Linked DNA regions of Cyprinus carpio: region 1 is linked to region 2. A link is a contact called in public Hi-C data. All regions are on one chromosome and are shown on one strand. The core of a region is the stretch at or near the end of the contact, and the rest is flanking DNA. Distances in the headings are between cores, read along the strand shown. Region 1 has its middle 7.0 kb from the start of LOC109072331. Region 2 holds the start of LOC109082867 (transmembrane protein 160-like).

Region 1 (5,208 bases), core at 1,268-3,767, 90 kb before region 2:
TGCAGTTTCTCATTGTCACCGGTGCTTGAAATAGACAGGAAAGGACAAGCTTCGGCGGCCGCCATGGAAGAGGAAGGCAACTGTGGGCCACAGCTCTGTAGGCAGAACTGATCTTGGCCATCACCCATGTGGTATTCAGTGCTTCTTGCGTAAAGCGTGGATAAATCTAACTGCATTTCTTTGTCATTTGTGATGGGGGGACAATCTTTAGGAGTTTCTTCAGAGGATGTTGCAGATGCAGCTTGCATGACAGTGCTTGCATCTTGAGGCACGCGATCTTCTCCATTTTTAGGGTTCTGGTCACTTGGACTGCAGATGGATTGGGATTTCTCATGGCTCTTGCTTTTACCCTTCACTTTTTTTGAGGTTCCACCACCATCGGAAAACTTTGGGACGAGGAATTCAAAGCAGGCTTTATCGAGGTTTTGAAATCCGAGGAATTCGGCGCATCTGTGGATCTCCAGGATGTTTTCTTTCGTGAAGTGAAGTTTTGCAGTGTAGGCAAACTGCAGAAGAGGCTCAAAGCCTTCCACCGTGACCTTGGGAGATTAATGATGTACTTATGATTACTGCATGAATAAATCATTTGCAAATCGCATTACTGAATTATTGCTGTAACTTCATTTACTCAATTTAATCTCAATATATAAGGCCTAATTTGACAGCACTGCAATGTGAACAATTTTTAAAGGAACAGTTCACACAATAATGAACACTCTGTCATCATTTACTCGCCCTCATGTCATGCCAAACTCATTTGACTTAGTTTCTTCCATCATACACTCAAAGAACAGTTAGATAAAGTGTGTAAAACACACTTTTCAATAAAATCCAAGTCAAAACAAATGCATCACGAAGAAATGAAGCTTAAAATGTGGTGTAACAATCATGATTACTAATTCATAAATGTTATGATGTTGATATTTAACTTTGACTTGTCATAAAAAGGTCAAATTATCTAGCATTTTAAGAAACGTATAGACCTTGACACACAGTTATGAGAGTTAACAGTTTTGTAACTAATAATATTAATAATAAAATATCATGCCAAAAATACAAATAAAGGTCTGTTTCAAACATTTTATTAATTTGATGCCTTTTTTTTCTTAAACATGGTATCTGGATAGCTACAACACCCAAAAAAGATAAATTATAAACATGCTCATCATAGAAGAAGTAAATTTTTTAATGTATTTTTGAATAAATATATTTACAAAAGACATTGCCCCTCACACTAACCTTCATGGATTTATTCATGCATAAGTAAATGATGACAGAATTTCGTTGAACCAGATATTGTTTGTTTTAGGGGTTGCTCAATCTATGATTTATTTGTTTTAACAAATGTATGTATGGGTGTTAATGTGTTAATAATTACAACAGATCATAAAGGGATGACGGCTTAACCATAGTTTCCTCAAAACCTCCAGATTCAACCCATCCACCATATCAAGCATTACCTCATCCGGTAACCTGACAGTGGGGTTTGCTCGGCTGTGGTTTGTAAGTCTGGTGTAAAAATAGTCGCTGCAGGAAGCCAGCACTGAAGAGTGCGCTCGAAAGCTCCTGCGCTCCACTTCAACCGTCACCACACAAGAGCTCCTTCTGTCTCAGCTCCTCCAGCGAGCGAAGCGCTCCCTCCAGCGCGAAGGACTGAGCTGTGAACAGCGGACTGAAAGGTGAAAACAGAGGTCCGGGGGCCATCCACAGACATGACTCAGGGGTTTAGCTACAAAATAACAGATACATAGCGTAACAAAGAGGAAATACAGAAATAGATGCATCAAGTTACACTTGGGTGGAGTGATGTCCGGCTTAATACATGATGATGATGATGATGGACACATACAGTATTCAGATACATTTACAATTACACCAAGCAGAATAATAGATATACATGTAAATAAAGGACCATAATAATACTTTTTTTAGTGTTTAAACTTTTCAGTAACCATTAGGATAAGTAAACAGAATGATTATGTGCATGACTCTGCAAAACATTAAAAACATGTTTTCAGACAAAAGATCGTTATTCTTACTGTGTGTGTCCATCATATAGTACACATAAAGTTAACAGAATAGTTTTCACTGGATATGTCAACATAAGCCAAAATGAGTGTTGAGCAACTGTGTAAACATTTGTATTTCAGCTGGCATAAATAAGCATTGCTTAACTATAATAGCTGGCAATTCCATTTTCTCAATATGACATAATCTTCGAGATAATACGACAGAAGTAGCAGCTAGCTAGTTGTTTACTGTGAAATTGACATTGTAGATTTTAACACACTCGTGTTTACACGTTTGTCTGTTTGAAGAGGAATAGAAAACCGACCTGACATATCACTGGAGATCAGAAGCCGTCAAAATTCGCATTCTGTCCATCGCTTTTGCAGTTTAAACGCGAAATCGGACTAAAGTTTTACAGCGAAACAGCTCCATAACGTCTATAAGCCTGTCACGTGACTGACTGTCCAGTGCGGCAGTGAGTGCGCGTCACACAGCACGCACAGAACGTACTGCGTCTGCAAGCCACGTCTCTGAGAGACACGCCCACTTCTAGAACAGACGATAGATAGATAGATAGATAGATAGATAGATAGATAGATAGATAGATAGATAGATAGATAGATAGATAGATAGATAGATAGATAGATAGATAGATAGATAGATAGATAGATAGATATAACCCATTTACCAACATTTTCAATAATTGTCTTAACTTGTGAAAAACAGATAACATTAATTTAGAAAAATATTCAGAATTAATTCAAATTAAATATCAGTTATGCAACTACCATTAACTCAAACATTTATTAATCGTATATAATTATTAGTATTTTTGCTTTTAGAAATATAATTAAGTTCAGGTGTGTAAAAATATTAATGATAATATTAATGTTGATATACAGTGAGATGAGATGAAAATTGTAAGTGTTTAAGGTGACAGGAAACAGACAGATTATTAGTAGATAGAAGTAGTGTTATATACAGAGAACTCTCACTAAATCTTATAATTCACATAATATTTGAAGCTTTTTTATTTTGAAATACCACGATTATTCGCTTATATTCACTTTCGACTTAAACTAAGTTTAAATTCAACATCTTTGAACATCTTGTAAATTAATTTATTAACTGTATTATTTTAATTAAACACATTTTAGCTTTCCTAAAGAGTGATATATGGCTTTAGAAATTCTCTCGAATTTGTTTCTGTGTCGAAAGTGCTGCTGTAAAATCTCTGAGTTTACTGTCATTAGAAGGAGAATGCTATGCCACTTTTCTTAAAACCCGTAAAGTTGCGTTTGACTGCAGTGCTGCTCCGTTTGTTTGGTGTAGGTAGTGCAGTTGTCGGTTTTGTTGACTGTGTAGTGGTCGAGTGGTATGTGTACTGTCCTCGGTCATGTCAGTGTACAGACCCCTGGTGTGTTTGCTCAGGCACGGGACAGCAGCAGCGAGGGTCACCACCTGGTCAGCTGTAGGAGCTGCTGTTAATTACATGTTAAGTAAAACATTTAATTATTATTATTATTATTATTAAAAGTTTAAATGTATTTTTAAAAGATGAATTAATCTCCTGCACTATTGTCAGAATCTTATTCTAGCAGATGCCACTAGGTGTCACTGTCAACTACATTATATATGCCATTGTGCCAATAATAGAGAAACTGGATTATATTTATGATTATGAAATATAGATAAATGCATGCATGTATGTATGTACTGTGTATATATATATATATATATATATATATATATATAATATATATATATATATATATGTATGTACTGTGTATATATTTATATATATACACAGTACATACATACATGCATGCATTTATCTATATTTCATATATATATTATGTTTGTATAGTGTGCATATTTTATAATATAAATTGTAATGTTTATGTATGTTATAATATATGAACAAAAATGTCTGTAAACTTTAGGACACAGAAGGATTTTGAAATGATGAGGAAAATTAAGACAAAATTCAACCCCAGAAATGATGTAAGCATTAAATTATCTATGATATTTGAATTTTCATATCATCTGATTATTGTATCATCTTGAAAAATGTTAGAAACTTTCTAATACCTGCAAGTGAGAAATAGTCCATTGCTCTAGAATTAACCAGAATGAAATCTCTGTAGGAGCTAATGCCATGGGACCATCCATATTTCAGTGGTGTGATACGTGCAGAAAAGTAAGAGATCTGAGAAAAGCATGAGACCGATTCATTTTCTTAAAATAAGCTGCAGTGCTGTTCAAAAGTTTAGGATCAGTAAGATTATTATTTTTAATTATTACATTTATTCAGAAAGACTTGTATTAAATTCTAGTTCTAATTTTGATGAAAAATGACAGTAAAGAAATTTTATTATTTATATTTTGATGAAAAATGAATGTAAAGGTAATATAAGATTGATATTTAAAATGAGTGTTGTTTGTTTCTAACATTGATAATAAATCAGCATATTAGCATGATTTCTGAAGGATCATGCGACACTTAACACTGGAGAATGATGCTGAAAAATCAGCTTTGCTAACACAGAAATAAATGATATTTTAAAGTATATTAAAATAGAAAATATTTATTTTAAATTAATTTTCACATTACAATTTCTTTCTGTTTTTGATCAAATAAATGCTGCTTTGATGAGCATAAGAGACTTCTTTAAAAAACATTAAAAACCTTACTGATCTCAAACTTTTAAACAGCAGTGTATATGTATAATTATTTATTTATTTATTTGAGACTTTAAAGCCTTCTGATACAAGATTTCTGTGCTGCTTTTGACGTTCTCAAAATGTTTCTTTTGTAGTCTGTGCTCTCTGTGAGTAAAATTTGTTCATTGACGTTCGGCCTTTATTAACAGGGCATGTTGGAGTGTTGTGTTTTGTCTTGGCAGATCCAACGTAGAGCCAAGTCTATACAGTCCGTACTTCTCGCTGGGAGCATGTATGGAAGGTCTGAATGGTCTTTTCACGCAGCTGTATGTGTATCACTGCTGACTGAGCAGCCAAGTGTGGGGGAGGTCTGGAGTGAAGATGTGCTCAAGCTGGAGAGATCACACTTCTGCGCTTGATTATCAAACCCAGTGGGCTTAAATGAGAGCTCATCTTCAGGTCAAGCCAACTTCATTTCCAAGTGGATGTTGCACACTGGTGGTAGTTTAGGAGAGAGAGGCATGATGGAAAATC
Region 2 (5,301 bases), core at 1,505-4,004:
GCGTGACAATCTGAGTTAAATTACTCTTTATATCAAAGGCAGTCCTTTCCCAAACGCATTCTTCACACACGTACAGTACATACAAATACACACAGCCTGCGACCCCCTCCTTCCTCTCTGTGTTCCTCACGCTATATGACCATCAGGTTGTTCAGGCGTGGAGACCCACAATCCCAGAGGATCACATTCAAGACAAAAGGCCTCTGCAGTGAGAGAGAAGCAGGCCGGAAGAGGCCACTCAAACACACAACACCAGTACATAATCTGAATGACTCTCTTATGTTACCCTCACTCTCAGAACAGTACAGTATATACAGTACAGTGGCCTTAGAAAGTATTTTGACATTTAAAAAGTGGTTTGCAACAACTAAAAATATGTTGCTACCAGCAAGGCATCCAATATTAAGGTGGTCAGACAGGTTTCTGGATTAGTTAACAAGCTAATAAGCATCTAAGACCAGCTACTGTGTTCAGAAATACAGCTACAGTCTGGATTTTTCAATCAAGTTTCAAGGTTTCCATTTAATCATTTAAAACCATGTAATCTTCATTGTCACTGGCTTGATATTTTGTCATATTATTAAGTGATTTACTGTATGCCTTCAAATATGCATCATATTAACAGAAAATATTAAATTAACATTCTGCGAAGCAGCTATTTATAACATTTTCTCACCAAAAAGAAAGAAAGAAAGAAAGAAATTAAATTAACATTCTGCGAAGCAGCTATTTATAACATTTTCTCACCAAAAAGAAAGAAAGAAAGAAAGAAAGAGGCAGTTCACACCTAAATACCATTTAGTTCATTTTATTTTATATTTTTATTTAATTTTGTTTTATATAAATCTATGAAAGTTACTTTGGAATTGCGTTGTAATTAATGATAATTTATGATTATCATGTACATTCACACAAGACTTATCAAAAATAATATGAAAGTCCAACCATCAATAGATATGGCATAAAAGTCTAAATTATGAGATAATATGTTCATTATTGTGGGAAAAAGTCAAAATTACATACTAATGAAAATCATAACATAAGTCAAAACTATGACAAAAAAATTACAAAAGGTTTTGACTGTCATAGGCTATTAACTTTTCCCACATAATTCGACTTTTTTCATTTTTTTTTTTTTTTTATGACCTACTTTCTTATAATTTCGACTTTTCTTCAAAAATATGATTTACCAAAGAGTGTGGCGAAAATGAGCTTGGGTACACATAAAAGTTTGTACACTATAATGTTTTGTTGTGTTTTGGCTCCACCTAATGGACACTATGTCGACTGCATCTTTATAGGACTTTAAAACCTTTAAACTTTAATAATATATATATATATATATATATATTATATATATATATATATATATATATATATATATATATATATATATATATTAGATTAGATTAGATTAGATTCAACTTTATTGTCATTATGCAGAGTACAAGTACAGAGCTAATGAAATGCAGTTAGCATCTAACCAGAAGTGCAAGAATATAGTGTTTTATATACATAAAAGTGCAGAGTGAGTGAAGCTATGATTTACAGAATGTACAGTGGGGTTGCTATATACAGTATTGAGCAGAGTATATACAGAATATAAATAGGAATGCAGTGTAGGATTGTATGTACATAATGAACAGAGCAATGTAGGATTATATATACACATTATGAACAGCAGCAATGTGAGAACAGTGGTAATAAATACAGTTGGATGAGTGTGCAAAAGTATTGTTAAAATGAATTCTATGTAAAATAAAAGTAGTGCAATTATATTTTTATAGAATAGTTTACTGTGCTTTGTACAGTAACAACTTAGTTTACAGTGCGATAACTAGAACAGTGTGCAGTGTGCAAAATATGAGTAGTGCAAATACATGTATGTAAAGTACTGACCAGTGACCAGTGCAGTAATAAAGTAGGTGCCGGTTAGATTGTTGGTGTGGCGTTAAGAAGGGTCACGGCCTCGGGGAAGAAGCTCTTCCTGAGCCTGCTAGTCCTGCTAGAGAGCGTAGGCTCCTGTAACGTCTGCCGGATGGAAGGAGAGTGAAAAGTCCATGGTTAGGGTGAGAGGCATCCTTGGTTATGTATATATATATATATATATATATATATATATATATATATATATATATATACACATATATATATATATATAAAAAGCTTTTTAAAATGCAGTATCTGACAAAGAATTGTAAATTAATAAATAAAAATACAGGTATCAGTGATATTTAATACGAATAGGCTTACATAATTAAATCTGATATTAATTTTAGTTGCTCCGTTTGTGTCAGTGGCCCTGAAACTGTGGTACATTTGTTTTGGTATTCCTCTTTTGTAAAACAATTTTGGCAGAATGTCTGTGATTTTATTGTACAAAATATTGACAGTTGTTTTGTTATGGAAATTTTTATTATTTTGTATCTTAAGAAAACAGACAAGAAAAGCATACTCATGTTTACATGATAAATCTTTTTTTTTTTTACTAGCAAAATTCCATATTCACAAATGTACAATAAGTTCTCCTGCAAAAAAAACAAAACAAAACAAAAACAAACAAACAAAACATTTTTTGTAGTATTAGACTGATAGGTTACCATACGACTTTCTATAACACAGCAAGCAATTAAAATGGTGAAAGTTTGTAAAGGTTTGTAGATAAAGATACTTACATGACATGAGAAACTAAAGATAGATGGCGCCACTGAAATCCACGCACACTCCTGCGAGCGCGCGGCAGCGTCTTTACGCACGCTCACCTGCAGTGTCAAAGTTTAGAGGCCGGGCAAAGGTCGTGTTTTGAGTTTATCCCACATCACAAGCAATGGCTTCCATAAGTTGGTTAACATGCAAGCGGTTTTCTCGGCTCGTGCGGCGGCCGCTGCTGCTGCAGTATGTTTGGGCTCCAGCGCGAGCACTTCACCGGGAGAGCGCGCGACGCGTGGCGGAGAAAACCCCGCTGAACAGATCACGATCATCACCGGAGCAACAGTACTTCACTGAGCTAGACAGAGCTGATGCACTGGTAAACACAGAGTATTACTGTGTAACATTACTTCACTGAGTTAGACAGAGCTGATTCACTGATAAACACAGAGTATTAGTACTGTATAACAGTAATTCACTGAGCTAGACAGAGCTGATGCGCTGGTAAACAGACAGAGTATTACTGTATAACAGTACTTCACTGAGCTAGACAGAGCTGATGCGCTGGTAAACAGACAGAGTATTACTGTGTAACAGTACTTCACTGAGCTAGACAGAGCTGATGCGCTGCTAAACAGACAGAGTATTACTGTATAACAGTACTTCACTGAGCTAGACAGAGCTGATGCGCTTGTAAACAGACACAGAGTATTACTGTATAACAGTACTTCACTGAGCTAGACAGAGCTGAAGCGCTGGTAAACAGACACTGAGTATTACTGTATAACAGTACTTCACTGAGCTAGACAGAGCTGATGCACTAGTAAACAGACAGAGTATTACTGTATAACAGTACTTCACTGATCTAGACAGAGCTGATGCGCTGCTAAACAGACAGAGTATAACTGTGTAACAGTACTTCACTGAGCTAGACAGAGCTGATGCGCTGGTAAACAGACAGAGTATTACTGTGTAACAGTACTTCACTGAGCTAGACAGAGCTGATGCGCTGGTAAACAGACACTGAGTATTACTGTGTAACAGTACTTCACTGGGCTAGACAGAGCTGATGCCCTGGTAAACAGAGTATTACTGTGTAACAGTACTTCACTGGGCTAGATAGAGCCGATGCCCTGGTAAACAGAGTATTACTGTGTAACAGTACTTCACTGGGCTAGACAGAGCTGAAGCGCTGGTAAACAGACACCGAGTATTACTGTGTAACATTACTTCACTGAGCTAGACAGAGCTGATGCGCTGGTAAACAGAGTATTACTTTATAACAGTACTTCACTTATCTAGACAGAGCTGATGCGCTGGTAAACAGACACCGAGTATTACTGTGTAACATTACTTCACTGAGCTAGACAGAGGTGATGCGGTGGTAAACAGACACAGAGTATTACTGTGTAACATTACTTCACTGAGCTAGACAGAGCTGAAGCGCTGGTAAACAGACACTGAGTATTACTTTATAACAGTACTTCACTGAGCTAGACAGAGCTGATGCGCTGGTAAACAGACACTGAGTATTACTGTGTAACAGTACTTCACTGGGCTAGACAGAGCTGATGCGCTGGTAAACAGACACCGAGTATTACTGTGTAAAAGTACTTCACTGAGCTAGACAGTGCTGAAGCGCTGGTAAACATACACTGAGTATCACTGTGTAACAGTACTTCACTGAGCTAGACAGAGCTGAAGCGCTGGTAAACAGACACTGAGTATTACTTTATAACAGTACTTCACTTATCTAGACTGAGCTGATGCCCTGGTAAACAGAGTATTACTGTGTAACAGTACTTCACTGATCTAGACAGAGCTGATGCGCTGGTAAACAGACAGAGTATTACTGTGTAACAGTACTTCACTGAGCTAGAGAGAGCTGAAGCGCTGGTAAACAGACACCGAGTATTACTGTGTAACAGTACTTCACTGAGCTAGACAGTGCTGAAGCGCTGGTAAACAGACACTGAGTATCACTGTGTAACAGTACTTCACTGAGCTAGACAGAGCTGAAGCGCTGGTAAACAGACACTGAGTATTACTTTATAACAGTACTTCACTTATCTAGACTGAGCTGATGCCCTGGTAAACAGAGTATTACTGTGTAACAGTACTTCACTGATCTAGACAGAGCTGATGCGCTGGTAAACAGACAGAGTATTACTGTGTAACAGTACTTCACTGAGCTAGACAGAGCTGATTCACTGATAAACAGACACAGAGTATTACTTTATAACACTACTTCACTTATCTAGACAGAGGTGATGCGCTGGTAAACAGACACATAGTATTACTTTATAACAGTACTTCACTTATCTAGACAGAGGTGATGCGCTGGTAAACACAGAGTATTAGTACTATATAACAATACTTCACTGAGCTAAACAGAGCTGATGTGCTGGTAAACAGACACAGAGTATTACTGTGTAACAGTACTTCACTGAGCTAGAGCTGATGTGCTGGTAAACAGACACAGAGTATTACTTTATAACAGTACTTCACTTATCTAGACAGAGGTGATGCGCTGGTAAACAGACACATAGTATTACTTTATAACAGTACTTCACTTATCTAGACAGAGGTGATGCGCTGGTAAACACAAACACAGAGTATTACTTTATAACAGTACTTCACTGGGCTAGACAG

What was found. A called contact is a pair of places that touch in the nucleus more often than the background predicts.
Region 1: a Hi-C map of liver shows a contact between it and region 2, with 2.8 times the contacts expected there. The contact joins the enhancer-like site here to the promoter of LOC109082867 in region 2. A contact is called at or near these places in 2 of 8 Hi-C or Micro-C datasets (liver and skeletal muscle).

Annotation. Positions count from the first base shown.
Region 1 is chrB15:9,898,015-9,903,222 of ASM1834038v1, reverse strand. It overlaps the pseudogene LOC109072330 and the pseudogene LOC109072328. Among protein-coding and RNA genes, the nearest start is that of LOC109072331, 7.0 kb to the left of the region's middle. Within about 2 kb of position 2,517, at least 7 of the 8 cell types and tissues checked have an H3K27ac peak or open chromatin away from gene starts, as enhancers often do. A contact at or near this core is called in liver and skeletal muscle, where this site is marked.
Region 2 is chrB15:9,808,417-9,813,717 of ASM1834038v1, reverse strand. LOC109082867 (transmembrane protein 160-like) reads left to right here and starts at 2,754. Exons shown (of 4, transcript XM_019097710.2): 1 at 2,754-3,028. The coding sequence starts at 2,828.